Regions from separate parts of the Sus scrofa genome. Here region 1 is linked to region 2. A link is a contact called in public Hi-C data. All regions are on one chromosome and are shown on one strand. Each heading gives the region's core, a stretch centred on a gene start, on an enhancer-like site or on the middle of the called end of the contact. The rest is flanking DNA. Distances are from core to core; before and after follow the strand shown.

Evidence for each region. A called contact is a pair of places that touch in the nucleus more often than the background predicts.
Region 1: a Hi-C map of skeletal muscle shows a contact between it and region 2, with 7 times the contacts expected there. The contact joins the promoter of EMSY here to the promoter of UVRAG in region 2. A contact is called at or near these places in 2 of 5 promoter capture datasets (fetal liver and liver) and 1 of 47 Hi-C or Micro-C datasets (skeletal muscle).

What each region holds. Positions count from the first base shown.
Region 1 is chr9:10,626,451-10,630,122 of Sscrofa11.1, forward strand. EMSY (BRCA2-interacting transcriptional repressor EMSY) reads left to right here and starts at 1,603. Exons shown (of 20, transcript XM_021062538.1): 1 at 1,603-1,925; 2 at 3,640-3,672. LOC102163793 (a long non-coding RNA gene) reads right to left here and starts at 1,519. Exons shown (of 3, transcript XR_001298634.2): 1 at 1,084-1,519.
Region 2 is chr9:10,086,606-10,090,664 of Sscrofa11.1, forward strand. UVRAG (UV radiation resistance-associated gene protein) reads left to right here and starts at 2,174. Exons shown (of 16, transcript XM_021062526.1): 1 at 2,174-2,504. The coding sequence starts at 2,482.

The sequences.
Region 1 (3,672 bases), core at 353-2,852, 540 kb after region 2:
GTGTACTTTCACAAAACACGCAGCTGGTTCTTTGAAGTTTTGAGAACCACAAATCTAGAGCAGACTCTAGAGCCAAACTGCTTTGGTTTAAATCCCAGGTTTACAACTTACTTATAATGGGTAGCTTCGGGCAAGCTTTTTAACCTCCTTTCTATACCTCAGTTTCCTCATTTGTAATTAGAGAACCTAGTTTCTCCCTCATAAAGTTGTTTTAAGGATGGAATGAATTAATACTTGAAATGCTTAAAAGAGTACTTGGCATTTAGCAAGCCCAAGAATAAGCTATAATACTTCTTGGCTCACACACTACTTATTATGGTCAGGGTCAGTTTTATCTTTGGAAAGCAGCCTGTCTTTCCATTTCTACTCCACTACCTGTCACCCTGACATTCGTCTTAGAGGAAGACACTTGAAGTCAGAAGACCGGGGATTATAAAGCCCAATTCTCTTCAATTCCCAGCTTTGTGAAATTTGGTGAATTCTTGACTATCTGTGTTTTTCGCATTCATAGTAGGGGGTACTCTGAATTATACCTGCCTCACTAAGATACTATGAGCCTCACCTCAAACAACGTATGTTAAACTATATTAAAGTTTCATTCACCATCTTTCCAAAAGTTCTTAACAATAACCACTTTCCTGGGCCTCAGAAAAGATTTTTAGCTAATGAGCAAATAGCACACAAATGCTGTTATTTATTTTCTCTTCGTAATTTACATCTCCATTCAAGTACAGCCTCACGTTTGTACAGTGGTCCAAAATTGAAAAACAATTTTCTCCTACGCTGTACCTCACAACATCCCCATAGGATAATATTAACCCAATATTTTACAAGAAAACACTCCTTCCCACTTGAACATTTTTTTAGAAAAATCAGATTCGATGTTATGTACAAAATTACAAGGGCGGGCAGTCACAACACTCGAATGGACCTTCAACAATAGCAGGCACTGGCTTCGATCTTTGGCAGCCATTAACTATATACTGGACCCTTTTTTTTCATCTGTAAAATAGGAGCGACAATACCCTCTTCACACACTTGTTCTGTAGTTAAATAAGAACAAAGGCTGAAGAGTGAACCTACCACGCCGCAGAGCCTCAAACAAATGCCTTTGCCTTCTTGCCTCTGACAGATAGAGCACTAGCATTCCCACTGGACACGGGTTGAAACCCGAAGTCGAGAACGCTCGAATTGTCCTTCTCCACTTGCAATTCCGCGCCCCCTCCAGATCGGGTCCGCGCCACTAGGTTGTCCACGGTGACACGTCTCGTAGCGTGGATTCTCTCTCCTCCAGCTGCGGCTGGCGGGCCTGGAAGCCGCTTAGAATTGCTCCCAAGCCGCTGAGGAATCCGATCCTAACCCTATACGGCCATACCGGCACGAAGCTGCTTTCCCACTGCCCCTAACACCCCCCCACCAGGGTAAAGGTCGCGGGAAAACCTCAGCTCCATCCGCCGACGCCATCTTGACCGGTACGTGTGACGCCACACGTAGCGGAGAGCGCAGCCCATTGGCTCAGAGATCGCAGCGGAGGAGAGGCGCGAGAAGCGGCGAGGAGGGGTTGGAGAAGACGCCAGGGAAACTACAATCCCAGCCTTCCTTGCGCGTGCGACTGCACTCTGAGAGCGAAAGAGGAGGGCGTTTGGCCTCGGACCACAACTCCCAGCACTCCCTGCGAGGTCTCTCCTTTCCTTTCAAAACCTGGAGGAAAAGAGGGACGCGGAGAATGGAGGCCTTCTGGTGTCCGTTCTCCGAAAGGCGGGAAAGGCAAACTACACCTCCCGACTGGCAGCGCGCCGCTGCGCCTGCGCCCTGATACCTGTCGCCATCTTGCCCCTTCTGAGGCACCGCAAACAAACCCAATTCCTGGTGTCCCCTAGTTTTGGCGGAGGAGCCTTTTAGATGAGCCCAGAAAGGCCGGGCAGGTGAGTGACTCTCAGACAGGGCGCTGGGAAGAGCTGGCAGGGTAGCCAGTCTGGAGGAGCGCCGGACCAAGCAGTCGGAGCCCGGCTTGGGGTGGCCAGTCCCATCCTCCGTTGTCTCCTAACGGGATCGTGGGGCTCCCCGAGGTGGGCTGAGGGGGGCTCTGGCACGCCTGGTGCTGGGATTGCGGGGGTCCAGCTCTGGGAGCCTCCCGGTAAGTCTCGGTCGTCTGCCTGGCTGTCCGAGCGTCCACTGTTTCTTTCCGTTGTCCTCTGTGCTGAGGAGGGAGCGAGGCGCTGATGCCTCCCGGGGCCCCTGCCTCCGGCTACTGGTCCTGCGAGGACTTGGGTCGCAAGCTTGACATTGAAGTGGGTACTGAGTGGCATCGGTGAGGAGGGTGGGCGGGCTGCTCTTGTTGTGGTGCTGCGGGAGTGAGTGCGTGTTTGGGGAGGGGGCGGGGCGGGCTTGCCTCCTTGACACTTGAGTAAGGGGAAGGATTAGATAGGATTCGGGTTCCCGGAGCCCGCTCCGGGAACCTCTGCCCAGGTCTCCAGTGCGGTCCGGCCCCGCGGTGGGGTCCGCCGGCGGGGACGCGTCGGGATGCCGTGACGTGGTGCTTGATTCCGGCGGTCGCCGGCCGCCTCCAAGATCCTGTCGGGAGGCGGGGACTGGCTTGTGGAGGGAGCGGATTCCTTTGGCTCTGCCCCTTCTTCCTCCTCCCCACCCCTTTTCTTTATGTCATTCTGCCGACTGGGGCGCGCAGTCCTGTTCTCCTTGCCCTGGGTTGGTTCTCAGCTCAGAGGACTATGGGAAGTAGGGGGAGGGGGTTCAACTCCAGGCATGGAGTTGGAGTTGCAGCCCCAGCGCCAGGAACGGGATGTAGCAGTTATTTCGGGTCGGTGCTTGACTCCTAGAATAGGTAGTGAGCTCGCTCAGGCATGCATGCATGCATGCATTCATTCATTCAGGTTACTCGCTGTTCTCAATCATTCATTTATTTGTTTAACAAATATTTATCGCGGATCTACCGTATGCTAAGCAGGTATTATGCAAGCGCCCAGCGCTGTTGTCTTTTTCTCTACACCAAGGAATTCCCAGTGCCAAGTTCCTGACATCTAAATGTTTGGTAAATGGTTTTTTTTCTTTTTTCTTTCTTTCTTTCTTTTTTTTTTTTTTTTAAGCTTGCGGGGTGTAAATTCATCTTTCATTGTTAGGATTTGAGAAAATACTTTATTAAGTTCCAATAACCCGCTTAACATCCTAGGAACTTGACATATTTTTTTATCATGTAATTCAGTGAGAATGCCTGCAGAAGTGACTTGCCCAAGATTACAAAAGTAGTGGCACCTATTTATTAAATAATGAGCTAGACACTAGGATAAGACCTTCACATACACTGGTCTTTAATATTCATAATAAACTAAGTGGTAAAACCTCAGTTTTGCAGATGTGAAAACTTAATCATCAGATAGGCCAATTTACCCAGGACCACACAGCTGGTAAACTGAAAACTTGAACTAGAACCTAGAGTGATAGGCTGGAATAGTGAGCTCCCAGGTGGTTAAATTCTTCATTTGTCAGAAGTTGGAAAGGGCGGTGGTGAAATAGGATTGTGAGCTATTCTTACTGGTTTTGCTTCTTAGTGTGTAGATCTCCAGGTTGAGTGGCCTTTTGCATATACTTTCATAATTCGAATTTTTGGTTTTGTTTTGCTAGGGAAGACAAGCTCTTTGGGGCTACCAAAAAGAA
Region 2 (4,059 bases), core at 924-3,423:
CCAGCTTGGAAACAGACAAATGTTTTCTGTGAAATTCCACCAGATTTTGTAACCAGATGAAGTTTGGGATTTCCCAATTGCTCCCTTCTAAACAAACACCTGATCACACAGCCTAGGCTCTCTCGTCATGAGGAACCACTCTCGGTGTTTCTGTGACATCCATCTTAGCCAGTGCTGGGATCCGATCCAAAGTGTCTTCAGGCTTCTGAACACTCTTGAAAGATAGTATGCTTCTCTTTTTATTAAAATATTTTTAATGAAATTATTACATCTGAGGCCCCGCACTTGGCACTTTATTTACATTGATTTACTTAATTCCCACAGCAACCTTGCTACTGTTTGGCAGATGGGAAAAATTACAGCTGAGAGAGCGGAACTGGCTTGCCTAGGAACATGTAGCTAAAAGGTGGCAGAGCCAAGATTCCAAAAGTTCCTGATTCCTGCTGTGCCTAACTCTAAAACACTGTGTTCTTTCTGCTACATCGGTCTATATGGTGGGGAAACTCACAGTCTAGGAGGGAAAAAGGCAGGTCATTATTTCTGCAGAATGACTCCATGGTATTTACTATGGAAGCAATTGCTATAGATGCTATCATTATGATCAAGGAAGTCTTTATGGGAGTTCCCATCTTGGCGCAGTGGAAATGAATCCGACTAGGAACCATGAGGTTGCAGGTTCGATCCCTGGCCTTGCTCAGTGGGTTAAGGATCCGGCATTGCTGTGAGCTGTGGTGTAGGTCGCAGACGGGGCTCAGATCTGGCATTGCTGTGGCTCTAGCATAGGCCAGCAGCAACAACTCCGATTAGACCCCTAGCCTGGGAACCTCCATATGCCACTGGTGCAGCCCTAAAAAGACAGAAGACAAAAAAAAAAAAAAAAAAAAAAAAAAAAGGAAGTCTTTATGGAAGAAGCAGCATTTGAACTGGGTTTTCACTTCAAAAACACGTCCTAATTCTCTGCCCCGTGCTGGGAATCCAGAGGTGAATCAGAGAAGATTCTCCTGCTTGAGGAATTCATTCTGTTTGTGGAAGGGGTACGTGTGGCTACATGTGTCTTACACACTTATTAAAAGACGATGGATAGAATAATCAGGAATGTGGTAGAGGTAAGTTTCCTAATTCAGGGTCCCAGAGGGAATCACAGATGTTCAAGAAAGGATCCCAGCAGGTCCCACTGTGGCACAGAGAATTAAGGATCCAGTGTTGCTCAGGTAGCTGCTACGGCGTGGGTTCCACCCCGCGTTCCCTCCACCCCCACCCCTCTGGGTTAAGGATCCTGCTTGCCACACAGCTGTGGTAGGTTGTAGGTAGCAGCTGCGGAGAGAATTCCATCCCCGGCCTGGGAACGTTCTTTTGCCAAAGGGCGTGGCCCCCAAAATAAAAGGATCCTAGGCCCAGATGAGATCTGATGGGCAAGTAAGCCTCATTAATCAGGAGGAGAAAAGTAGAGAAGGCTTTTCAGGGACAGCATAAACAACCCACTCACAGAAATGAAATAGCATCCTGAGTGCCTGGCTCAGCGTACCAGTTAGTGCAGGGGCAGGAAGGGCGGGACTTGTGGGATGGAATTGGTCGTGGGTGGAGCTGGTGGAACTGCCCGACAAGTTTCTGGTCTCAGTACATCCTGCGTGGTGGTTTTCTGCAGAAGCGTAAAATATTCTTTTCAAGCCCCGCACGTCGACAGGAGCCCCTCAGGAAAAGCCTGCTCCGGGGTTTGCAACTACAGACTCAGCTGGTGCCAAGGAAGTCCCCGCTCTCCAGGAGAGGCCAGTTACCATGGCAACTAGGTTAGGGCGGAAGCGGCTCCCAAAACTGACTCTCACTAATCAGGTGACTCTCCTGCCTCCTACACGTGACACCAGAGCCCGAGCGCACAGTCTACCTAATCAGACTCCGCCCCTCATTTCCTTTACAGACAACTGACAGCGACCTCGAGCAATGGTCTCCGCGGCTCCTCCCAGAGGCCCCGCCCCTTGGTAGTGAAAGACCCAATTAGACTGGAAAGAAAAGAAGCAACGCCCCAGGTTTCACCCCGGCTTGACAGGCGCAATTTAGGCCGTCCCTGGGTCCCTCCGCCCCTGGTTCATTCCTACCCGCGATGGACAGACCGTCTGCCCAATAGCACGTCCCTCGTCTGTCCTTGGTTCCCGCCCCCGTGAGAGCCGAACCAATGGGCAAGCCAGGTCTCAGCGGGTGGTGGGGGGTTGCACTGCGGTAATATGGCTCTTCCTTAGCGAGCGGCGGCGGCAGGCGGAGGTGGGGTAGAGAGGTCCTGCCTCTCGGGTGGTTGGTTTCTGGGCTGTAGGGGCTCGGCAGGTCGTGACTGGGCGGTGGTGGCGGATGCCGGAGGAGCGCGGGCCCCGCCGCTTGGCGGCCCCCGGGTTGAGATGAGCACCTCGGCGTCGGTCGGGGGCCCGATCCCCCAGCCGCCCCCGGGCCAGGCCGCCGCGCTGCCTCCCGGTTCCACCGCGCGGGCCCTGCATGTGGAGCTGCCGTCTCAGCAGGTAACCCCGCGGGCTCGCGGCGCTGGGAGGGGCTGGGAGGAGGCTCGTGAGGGGACCCCGTAGCCGGCGGGCTGATTCCGTGCCAGCCGGGAGACCCTGAGAAGTGGCCGGGGAGAACTTGGAGGGCCGGGGAGGGCTGTCCAGAGGTCTTGGGAGGAGAAAGAAGGATCCAGGGATGGCCGAACCTCTGGGGGATTCCCGGGTCCCAGGAGACCTCCCTTTGCAGGAGATGGGCTGGGAAGGGGCGGGAAGGGATCCAGTGAAACTCCCTAGGGGGCCCGGCGGGTGTCCGCCACTCCCTGCGTAAGGAGCTGGGGATTCCCTGGCGCAGACCCTCCCCTTTATCCGCTTGGGGAGGGACCCGGGGAAGCCCTGGTGTCCCAGGAGAGACGGGGAACCTCTTTTCTTTCCTCAACCCACTTACTTGATGACAAACTAATTGGTACTCTGTAGTTGCGGAGAAGTGAGGAGTCTTTAGGGTTTCGAGCATTTACTTTTAATCTCTCCTTATTATGAAGTACTCCACTGAGCTTCTCAAGAAAATTCTTTTGAGGCTTTGGGTTTCCTTCCTCGTCCTCCGACTTCCACGGAGAGCATTTTAGCCGTTTAGGGGGGCGCTTTGCTATTGCATTCGGTCAAAAGAGTATCTGTGGAAGGACGATTTGATGTACATATTCATGTGCATATTCTTTAGCCAGGCTTACAGGGAGGGCTTCTTTGAGCCACGCTTGGATCCACATTGTAGGCGGATAAGAAAGCGAGGACACCGAGTTTGGGGACCTGACAGAATTCTTTGTGTCACCCACGTCTGTGGAGTGCCTCTTCCTTCCTTCTCTCCCTTGCTTCTTTCTATCTCCCAAGAGGAGACTTCGCAGGAACCTTAGCATTAAAGAGACTTAGAATGCCTTTCATCATCCCCTTTCCATGAAGTGGACCTCAGGAAAACGATCAGTTATTGAGTGTGAACCATGTTAGATTAATGCCAGGTGCTCAACTGGCTGCTGGTTAATTTAATCTCCCACGTCTGGGAAGTAGCGATTTTTATTAGCCCCATTTTGTAGGTCAGGAGACTGAGGCTTAAATACGGCCAAGCCCTGCAGTTACTAAGTGGCTGGGCTGGGTTTCAGAATCCAGCTGGTGACCGATTACAGCCCCAGCACGTGGTTGTCGTGCTGCAGACTTGAGCAACCTTTTCTCCGCTATCTTCACACAAGACAGAGCACTTTCCTTCCTACCCTTCCTCCAGCTTCCCATCCCTGTCTTAGTATTTAGGAAAGAGCCAGACTTCCGGAAGAGTGCGGAGGTTGGGGGCAGAGGGTCGGTGGGAAACGGGATGGATTGAATACGGGAAAGTGTGGAGACGTGGGGGCTGCTAAAGGAAGAGGAGAGTTGGACATCAGCGCGACAGTGGTGGCCATTGAGCTGAGTTGTTTGCAGAAGCAAGGGCTTTTTGTGCGGTAACAGAGGATTGAAAAGACTGGCATAGCGCGGGCCCGGGTTTTGTGGCCCTCTTGGGAAGGGAGTTTGTGGAGAATCTTAGGAGCTTCAGGGTGGT